Regions from separate parts of the Bombyx mori genome. Here region 2 is linked to region 1. The links are chromatin contacts, called in public Hi-C maps. All regions are on one chromosome and are shown on one strand. The core of a region is the stretch at or near the end of the contact, and the rest is flanking DNA. Distances in the headings are between cores, read along the strand shown.

Evidence for each region. A called contact is a pair of places that touch in the nucleus more often than the background predicts.
Region 2: a contact with region 1 is called in a Hi-C map of posterior silk gland, with 2.1 times the contacts expected there. The contact joins the enhancer-like site here to the promoter of LOC101737038 in region 1. A contact is called at or near these places in 3 of 7 Hi-C or Micro-C datasets (middle silk gland, posterior silk gland and whole pupa).

What each region holds. Positions count from the first base shown.
Region 1 is chr26:2,766,829-2,771,665 of ASM3026992v2, reverse strand. It overlaps LOC101737038 (mushroom body large-type Kenyon cell-specific protein 1), which reads right to left and starts at 2,464. Exons shown (of 7, transcript XM_021352441.3): 1 at 1,402-2,464.
Region 2 is chr26:2,959,012-2,964,319 of ASM3026992v2, reverse strand. LOC101737038 (mushroom body large-type Kenyon cell-specific protein 1) reads right to left here. Exons shown (of 7, transcript XM_021352441.3): 6 at 2,091-2,222. Among protein-coding and RNA genes, the nearest start is that of LOC101737173, 22 kb to the left of the region's middle. Within about 2 kb of position 1,414, at least 3 of the 8 cell types and tissues checked have open chromatin away from gene starts, as enhancers often do.

The DNA of each region.
Region 1 (4,837 bases), core at 1,215-3,714:
CATTGAACGTGATAATATTTTTTCTTCGTACATAACTCCTTCATGCCTCGCATGGGCACCCTTCCACGCGGTCTGGTGCCTTCTACTTTGCCCTGAACGACAAGGCGCTCTATGGAGTCATTTCCTCGCCGGGAGACATGTCCAAAAAATGATAGTATGCGTCCATGCACAAGCGCTTAAAGACGCTGCTTAATGCCGAGTTCTTGAAGAATGGAGTTATTGGTGCGGAGTGGCGGTTCCTCATGAGGCGCATAACATCTGCCCACGGCAATGATGCTGGACGACGACCACGACCGCTCTGATAAGAGTGTTACGACATACGAGATGGTCTATAGGCATATAAAACCATCATTCAATGTAAAACCTAAAAAATCTTAAAAATTGTACTTAACCCCTTCTTCATCCACTCGTCTTTTCAATTGATTTAGTTGCTGTTCCTACGTGTCTAATATACCTAACTAATGTTTCCTTGTTTTTCGGCAATACATATATTTAATTTAATTGTAACGCGTTGACCGCACAGACACTCATAGGGATTTCCCTAATTCAAAACGATTGAATCGCCCAAAATACTTTTGTTCCGAAAATGTACATCCTAAAAACATAGTACATAACGATATGTACATAACAAATATTCACGATTGACTTCCACGGTAAAGGAATAACAGCGTGTAATAAAAATCAAACTCGCAAAATATTTTGCGTAATCACTGCTGGTAGGACCTCTTGTGAGTCCGCACGGGTAGGTGCCACCACCCCGCCTATTTCTGCCGTGAAGCAGTAACGCGTTTCGGTTTGAAGGGTGGGGCAGCCGTTGTAACTATACTGAGAGCTTAGAGCTTATATCTCAAGATGGATGGCGCATTTACGTTATAGATGTCTATGGGCTCCAGTAACCACTTAACACCAGGTGGACTGTGAGCTCGTCAACACATCTAAGCAATAAAAAAAATTGTCCCAGTCAACATTGCATCGTTGAGATTGTATTGAATTCAGTTTCAGTGCCTATCGGACTCCATACTGTATGCAGCTAACTGTGTTGGCTCGAAGGCCAATGCATCCGCAACATCGCGTATGTTCAAAGCGAGCGGCGAACGAAAAACAACAGAACAGTTCGTCAACCCGAAACCAGTGCACGCGAAAAACAACGAAAAACCCTCCCAGCCCGATAACCGAGAAGGGTCATAATCGCTTGCCCTTAATCACAGAAGCGAAGTTCCCATACGCGATTTCGAGTCGCGCACTAGGAATGCGACCGGCTCGCGGCTGATTTCGTTTCGCTCCAATCAAGTTCATAGATTAAGATAGGCGCTTACGCAGAGCCGTCATCCGATTGATAGGCGTTAAGAAACATCGCGCAACTTTGACAAACAATGGCACGTCTTATCGTATAACACTCACCTAGACAAAGCGCAGTATTTGTCCATTCACGACGTGCTCCATTCCGGATTCAAACGTTTCTTAATACAAACGTATAGTTCGCAAAATACACTCTGATTAAACTAACTATTTTAATTAACTTAGTTTGCACTGTATCATCACGATATTCTTCGAGTTCTTTTTTTTGTACGGGCAAGGCACTAAAGTCTAAATCACAATATTGAGCAAAGTGAAAGAGGAGCGAAAATTAATTAGTTTCACTTTATGAGGTCATCGAACGCGCGCTGCGTTGTATGAACGGATTCGAAAATGGAACGCTTCGAAGTGGTTCGCACGGAGTTCGGCTGGTCGCGTTTCGGCGGGACTCGAGGCCGAATCGGGACACATTCGGTGGTTTTTCGGCGGTTTTCGTTTCGTTAGGGGGACGCGAGGCGCGTGCGGGGACAGCTCGCGCGCAACTGAAGATCGCCGTAGGTAAAGTTTGGAATTACAAAAAAAAAAAAAAGTATCACCACCGCTAGCTCAATTTTCTGCGCTACGAGCCGGCCGCGGTTCGGCCGCGCCAAAAACGCGTCACATCACACATCATAAATACATTGTACGTTAATACGTCCACGAGGTTCCTGCCATTGTTGTGACAGGTCCGTGAATTACAATATTTACGACCGTGTGTACTACTACTACACACAGTCGCGTTGAGCACACGATCCGTCCAGAGGGCGCCACTAGTTCCGCTGAGATGTCACGCCGATTCGAAAAACAAAAAAAAAAAAACGAACAAAAAAAAAAAAGAAACCGCCGTCCACAAAACAAGCCAGCACGACGCGTAAACACAACGAAATTACTGAATAGTGAATGCCACTTTTCATTATTATTTCTCTATGCACCGGCCGACGTCACCGAAATAGCAGACGCGCGAAGATATATACCGGTCTCTGTCGCGCGCGCGCTCCCGACCGTTCCGCTCCTAAATTCGAACATTCGGAATTCGAATTCGAACTGTCATCTTATGGCTTATTAATTATAGTCGGGCGTTATTAGCGCGCCGCTGCATAGATCGTGCGGACATGCACGGGCCTGCAGTTGTACTGAGGGCGCTCGCTAGGTGACATTCGCGGGGGCTTACTTTAACTCGCAAGTTCAGACGGATGTGCGGCGTCAATAAACCGAACGCGATGCTCGTCGCTCGTAATGCGTTAACTATGTAATTTCGTATCGGTCAGCTGCGGAGGTACGCGTTCGTACCGGACCCGGTGAAGGCCGGCGTAGGATGAGTCGCCGACACGAGAATAAACCCCCGAATCAGGGAACAATGTAAATGTGCCATGACGCCATGTTTTTTTTTCTTTTTTGTATCGTACGCGTATTAACGAAATTAATTTTAGCGTTATGTATGTAGGTCATACAGCGCGACATTCTAAACACAAAATGCACATTTCCGCAAAAAATGTCTATTAATTTTGTGTGCACGAATTCGAGGAACTCACCGACCTAGTATTCTAAAACTGCTTACCTACGGATTCAAGGAAAACCTAATGAGCGCGCCAAAAAAATATAATCTACTTAATTAGATACGCGCTCATCAATTTCGAAACAGGAAAACGCGTTCAACCGCAAGTAGCCATTCAATTTAAAACAAATCCCGGTATATTTTTTTTGATAATTTAATCTGTAGCTACTAATCTATACTAATATTATAAAGAGGAAAGATTTGTTTGTTTCGAATAGGCTCCGAAACTACTGGACCGATTTGAAAAATTCTTTTTCCATTAGAAGCTGACATTGTCCCTGATGAACATAGGTTACTTTTTTTAATTTTTTTTTTTTGGTTTCATATGTGTTTTAATGTTTCCGAAGCGAAGCGAGGGCGGGTCGCTAGTAATATTATAAAGAGGAAATATTTGTTTGTTTGTATTGAATAGGCTCCGAAACTACTGAACCGATTTAAAATATTCTCTCACTCTTTGGAAGCTACATTATTCCCGAGTAACATAGGCTATAATTGTTTTTTGAAAAAAATTAGGGATCCTTACTAAAACTCCAATAATGTAACCCAAGGTGTAAAAAAATTACCTAAAATATTCTTTAACTCGCGTGCCCTGCGAAAACTATTGATGATAGAATAAAATAATGTACTACGACTTTGTAGAACACATTATTATTTACAAAAAGCGTTGCGACAGCATATGTCTAAATATTATAGTTATGCCGCAATAAGTGTTCTTTTATTACAAAAATTAAAACAACGTCAAATATCGTTGAAATTTTTGTTAAAGTCCCGAGCGGAACCGTTTTATATATAACGCGAACGGGTTTCGGAATCGATTGTTTCAAAATTTTGAGGTTTTAAAGTTTCATTCGCATTAAACAACGGTTCTTAAGGAAAAGAACTCACGAAAACGAAGCACTGACGTCACTCTGCAAGGTTACGTGACGCAAAGGGATCAGAATTAAAAAAATTAAATTAAAAGCTGTATACATATTTGTACGAATAAAATATTTGACAAAATCTGCATCGACATGTGGCGGGTAGCCATCATAGAACGCAAGATATTTGACAGATGCCTGAATCTCGCTTACGACATTTTCAAGATAAGCCTGCATATATACGACCAACAACCTTCGGACCGTCGGTCTACCGAGCAAATATGACCAGCTCGGTGGAAGATCTTCCCTTTGTCGTATATCTTTACAGACCCACCTAGCGTTAAGTGTGACTCACCAATTCCGAACAACGAAAACAACTATGTTGTTATGAAATACAAAATAATTTAACTAGAAACTTACATTTACATGGCGGATCGTGTGGAGCTTATTGGGCATCCGAACAATCTCGACCCACCAGCTCCACAAAGGGCACAAGCTATCCGTGAACAGGGAGCATGCGACTGTGAAATACCCATCAAACAATCTATTATCCAGCAAAATTTAGCCGCTTTACCGGATAACCGGCCACAAAGTGCATTAAAAATAAGCTTGTACGAAAATGTTGTTATAAAATAAAATGGCAACATTGACGCATTTAATTTTTTTTTGTAATTTTAATGTCACATAATGTTTTATCTTTATGATTAAATGCGTCCTAAAAATAGCTGGCCGTTCGAAAATTGAATTCGAAATTCGGAACGAAAATTCAATTTGCGAATTCGGCTCTCGTTTTCAATTCGAAGCAAAAGTGATTTTGGTTATGTTCTTTTTTTTTTTTAAACGAGTCCTGCCGAATGCATCGTGCACATTCGGCCTCGGGCGGTGTCGCCGGTCATCGACCCCCTGTATTCGGCCGTATGTAGTCCTTATGTTGAGAAAGGTCAGTGTTGTATACAAATTTTGTGAGTGTGCGTGTGGGCTTTTACTTTCAATTTATTGTCATTTTCGAATATGGAACGATTCGGATATAATATTCAAATGACGAACGGCGATGACAGTGTCGTATGAATCGGCTAGACAAGGCTAGCAC
Region 2 (5,308 bases), core at 165-2,664, 190 kb before region 1:
TTTTAAACATGAATACCTATATATTTAAATCCACAAAAAAAATATATATAGTATATTTTAGTTTATTTCGTATATTAAAATTTTTTGATAAACTATTTATGCAGTGTGTTGTATGTAGTAAGTAAATAATTTTTATCTTTTTTTTTTTGTGTGCCGCCAAATTTTGAAATCGTTAAATGTGTGCCGCAACAAAAAAAAGGTTGAGAATCACTGCAATAAACAATTAAAGTGACACACGTTACAAGAACATTAGTCATGTTAAAAAAAATAAAACTGGTAAGTGCGTTGGACCGTCGAGTACTTGCGTTTTTATGATAAAAAAATAATAATCCAAAGTGCATTTAATTTCGCAATGATTTATTTACACATGCATCGTGATAAGCCCGTTTCTTCGGCTATGCGCTCGATAAGGGGTCCCTGAACTTCTACGAAGGGAATTGCAATTAATTTCTTTCAGAGAAACGCTCAAGCTTGTTTATTGTTACGGATTACGCTTGAAACGGACATCAAGCCATTTGATACTATGCAATGTTACGAAGTCAAACATCTGATGATACAATCAAATCCCGTTTTGTTGCTTAAGAGACTTTATTTATTTATTTATTTATTACACTTCATGTAAAATTTACATTGGCGGACTTAATGCCTAAGGCATTCTCTATTTATTCATATCATTTATAATAGTTACACTCAATTAACAATTCGTATAATTTTTTTTGTCTTTGCTTATTTAAAAAAAAGGTTCGATCTAGCAAATAGGCTATACAGTTGATCTGACGTCAACAGATTACTGGAACGTTTGTGATTACGCGTCCCTACGCGTAGCCTAAGATCCTTAATGCAAATATCAGGTCACTCTATACCTAATCTGGTGTTGAGTGCTTACTGGAGCCCATGGACATCTACAACGTAAATGCGCCACCCACCTTGAGATATAAGTTATAAGATCTCAGTATAGTTACAACGGCTGCCCCACCCTTCAAAATGAAACGCATTACTGCTTCACGGCAGAAATAGGCGTGGTGGTGGTACCTACCCGTGCGGTCTCACAAGAGGTCCTACCACCAGTAAACCTGTTATTAAAATAATAGTTTTAGTTATGTCTATGACGCGGGAAAACTGACAAACATACTAAATATTTTATTGCGTGAAAAAGTAATTTAAAATGGCTGTTATCGACCTCAACGAAGCTATACAAATAAAAATATGAGTTTAATAATTAAAAGAGGACATTAAGCTTCGGGTCACAATAGAAAACAAAAGCGTAATCAATATTAATTTAACTGTATCAAAATACAAATTAGTTTTTATGAAGCAATAATAATTCAAAATGGCCACCGTTATCGTTAGCTGTCAATAGTTCATCGAACTATAAGACGCGTTCGGTTTAGTTTTCATAGTTTTATGGGTGCGTTCACATTATTGTTTGTGTAATCCGAGATGGCTGTAGGAAGTGGTATTATGTGAACGCGTCCGTTACGAATGCACGAAACGACCCCATGGTCAGTGTTGTGGATTAAATTGAAATATTAGATCCCATTTTAGAAGTAAAATACATAGTGTTTCAGAATAATCTAAGTTTCGCCACAATCAACTTCAATAATTATTTATTCATATCTTTTACCTATAATAGTTACACACAAAAAGACAATTAATGAAAAACACTAAAGTTGTGTATTTTTTTTTTGTCTTTGCTTATTTATAAAAAAAGGTACGACCTAGCAAATGTCAGGTCACTCTGTACCTAATCTATGATTCACAATTTTTTTAAACTTATTTAACGGCCTTGATTCTTTTATTTTAAGCCAAATCAATCAATCAAAACATCCAATTTTGTCAAACAATCAACATCAAAACAATAAATTTTGTCCACTTAACACCAGGTGAGCTGTGAGCTCGTCCACCCTAAGCCTAAGCAATAAAAAAAACAATTGAGAGAAATGGGGCGAAATAACGGGTGGTGGTACCTACCCGTGCGGACTCGCAAGAGGTCCTGCCACCAGTAAAACCGGTCATCGATCAAAAGCAGTTGATTAGACCCTGAAAATTATGTTGATTAACGAACATAATGTTTTCAACGTTTTTCTCACCTGCTATCCAAGAATTTGGGGTCAGGCGGAGGCGTACCGCTGGTGCTGGACGTGGACTTGGCGCTCAGGTCTAACGGCTGTTCTACAGGACTTGGAGACGAAGGGGCCGCCGCTTTATCGCTTTCAGACAACCTAGGCACAAAGATTGATGTTATGCTATTGCTGTTTTTAACTATACCTACTTTAGACCTTAGAACTTATATCTCAAGGTGGGTGGCGCATTTACGTTGTGGATGTCTATGGGCTCCAGTAACCACTTAACACCAGGTGGGCTGTGAGCTCGTCCACCCATCTAAGCAATAAAAAAAAATGTCTTGAAGGCTTCTTTTATTTATCGCCTGCTGCGATATTGCACATGTTGTTTAATGATATGTATTTGAATGAGTTCACGGTTCACCTGGTGTTAAATGATAATGTAAGTCGCAATTGCATTGTTCTAGAAATTTTCGTGGCTGAGCGACAAAAATTACTTTTTTTATTTTCAATTTGAAATGAATTGATTAACATTGAAACGATATTTTTATATTAAATATTATATCCGATGCTTGGACTACTTTACAATTTTCTTTGTCACGGACGACATAGGTGTTATTTATCGACGTTTGAATATAGTGCTAATTTTCTTTAAGATTCTACGTTCTTCATTTCACACAGAACGAATCTTTATGTTGTAAAAATAGGTTTTAATTATTTGTCCGACACGTAAAAACTGAAGAAGAAACTATAGCCCGAACAAAATTCTACGTAATAACATTCTTTGCAATTGAAATACACCAGATATTCGGTTGCTAGGCAACACGGCCTGAAATAAATAACAAAATGGCCGACACAAAAAATGGCTGCTACCCATCGCTCACACACGCGAGACTATGCTTTTGAACTATTAACTATATAGATGTATTTTTTTAACAGTGTTAAATTTTATTAGGCATGCTTTTGTGCTTCTCGACCTTAAGTGGTACTCGAAGAAATTTAATTGATGTTACCGGCGTCTCACACACGTTAAGATCATTATGCAGTTACAATCGATTAATGTTAAATCTTTAAGATTGGAATGTATGCTTAATTTGAGAAAGAAACAAGGCCTAAATGATTAATTGTGGTTTGAAAGTTAAAACAAGCGGTATTTCAATACAATTGATACTCCAGCTTCACATCCCAAGCTGGTGGGGTCCATACTGCGGCGTCTATGAAGCCACTAAACCAGCAGGTCAGCTGTGAATTCGTTTGACAATTTATGTAAAAAAATTATCTCGAGTCAAAAAGTACATTTACGCCATGAGCAACAACCCTTTGCCGTTGTTTTGAGAAAAAGTTTTCGGGACCTTTAAGCCATAAGCTTACGATTCTAGTATAGATCTATAAGTAGTCACCTCCAGTTATTCCCGATAGGCTGGCAGCATCGGAAGAACTTGTAACACACACAGCACGGTAGGACTTGCATTTTAAAAACGTATTTCTAAATTAAAGCAGAAACGCACGCGAAATTGTACAAAATAATAATGATATTTCAATAATTTAATTGACATATTATCGAATTGAATTAGGACAAAACAACACAGTTGACTGTGAATTTCGGTGTTCTGTGCCAAATATTTAATGTAATCAACTTTTATTTGAAATTTTGTTGGGTTATTCATTCGATGAATTAAATTATATTTAAAATGCAATGTTTTTTCTTTTTTCTTCGTTATTATATTGTACATAATTAAATTTTATATGTTTTATACGTTAAATTGACGTTTTATTTCCTTAAGGAATGTAAGGATATGCCTTGATGCGTTTTCACAAGCACACGTTGTTTTTAATCTATTCAATCAAACAATTTTGAGGCGTCAACCTAACATGCCTTAGTTTCTCAGCTTTGACGTTCTAGACACAAAGATTATTCACTATTCGAAATCTTAGAAATTAATTAAAAAAAAAAACTAGTTCATTGTTTATTTTTGTCTATTGCCTACTTAATGAATAAATTCTTTTTTAGCGCCCCCATTTTTTCACCTAGGTACCTGAAAACCACTATAGCGAAAGCACAATCGGTGTCTAAGAGTCTTCCTAAATGAAATTACAAATCGCCTCCCAAGCCTCTACACAACGCCCCCATTTTTTTCTGGGTCTCTTACCGTCCCCCTTTAGGCCTACAGCGTCCACAAGGGGGCGTTAAGGCCCACTTTGAGAAAGGCTGGATTAGACGATCGATTCTCTGAGTCCCGATAATGTTGAGCAACAAAGTTCTCGAAGCAGATCTTGAGCGAAACGATTTTATTTTACGAACGAAAATGCAAATTTATAAGATCAACCCTTCACATTGAACGTTTTCTATTCCATTGTGTTTGCTCACAGAGCATTACGCCGGTTGACATCATCTGACATTTACACAGGTGCCGTGAGGTGTTACAAAAAGTGCATAATTTTATGCATAATTGATACATCCATTGAACACGATCAATATTTATGAAAAACTAAAATTTTATTTTTGTCTCTCGCTCTCTCTCTCTCTCTCTCTCTCTCTCTCTGTTTGTCTCTCAATTTCTTTTCTGTGAAGTTTCATAAAAAAAAATATTGTTAATCTGTGGCCGTAAATGATTTTCACAGAGTAGGCTATAATTCGCGGGTAAAAGTTTTGAATGTCATCGAAATGATATCCTCGTGAATATTTCTATGAAAACAAGCACCTACAATGTAATTGTTAATTGTTTTATCTATCACGTCCCAATGATATCTCCGAATCTGGCCGTCTCTGAATTTAGCTTATACAGTATTTTAGCTGAAGGCTGTGAATAAGTCAGTGGAAGCTCATTAACGAAAGTTAAATATCGATGGATTATGAAAACGCGCGTTCCGAAGAAATGCGTGAATTGGTACCAATTATAATGGTGGCTCTCAATTGTATGTCTTCAGGGAGCTCTGCAATAGTTATGTCGCATAGCCCGCAGAAATCCTGGTTAGAAAGGCTTCATCCTCACTACTAAAGCATAAGGCAAAGGGCGTAGAGAGGGAAGTCCAGAGTAGTGGTCTGACCAAGTGACTTGGCGGGTAGTAATGCCAGTCTACGAAGCTCTCTACAAACCAAAGGATAGTAGTGGTGGTAGAGCATTTTGAATCCCGCACGGGTAGGTACCACCACCCCACCTATTTCTGCCATGAAGCGGTAATGCGTTGTACTGTAAAACTGAAACTTAGAACTTGTCTCAAGATTGGCAACGACATTAACGTGG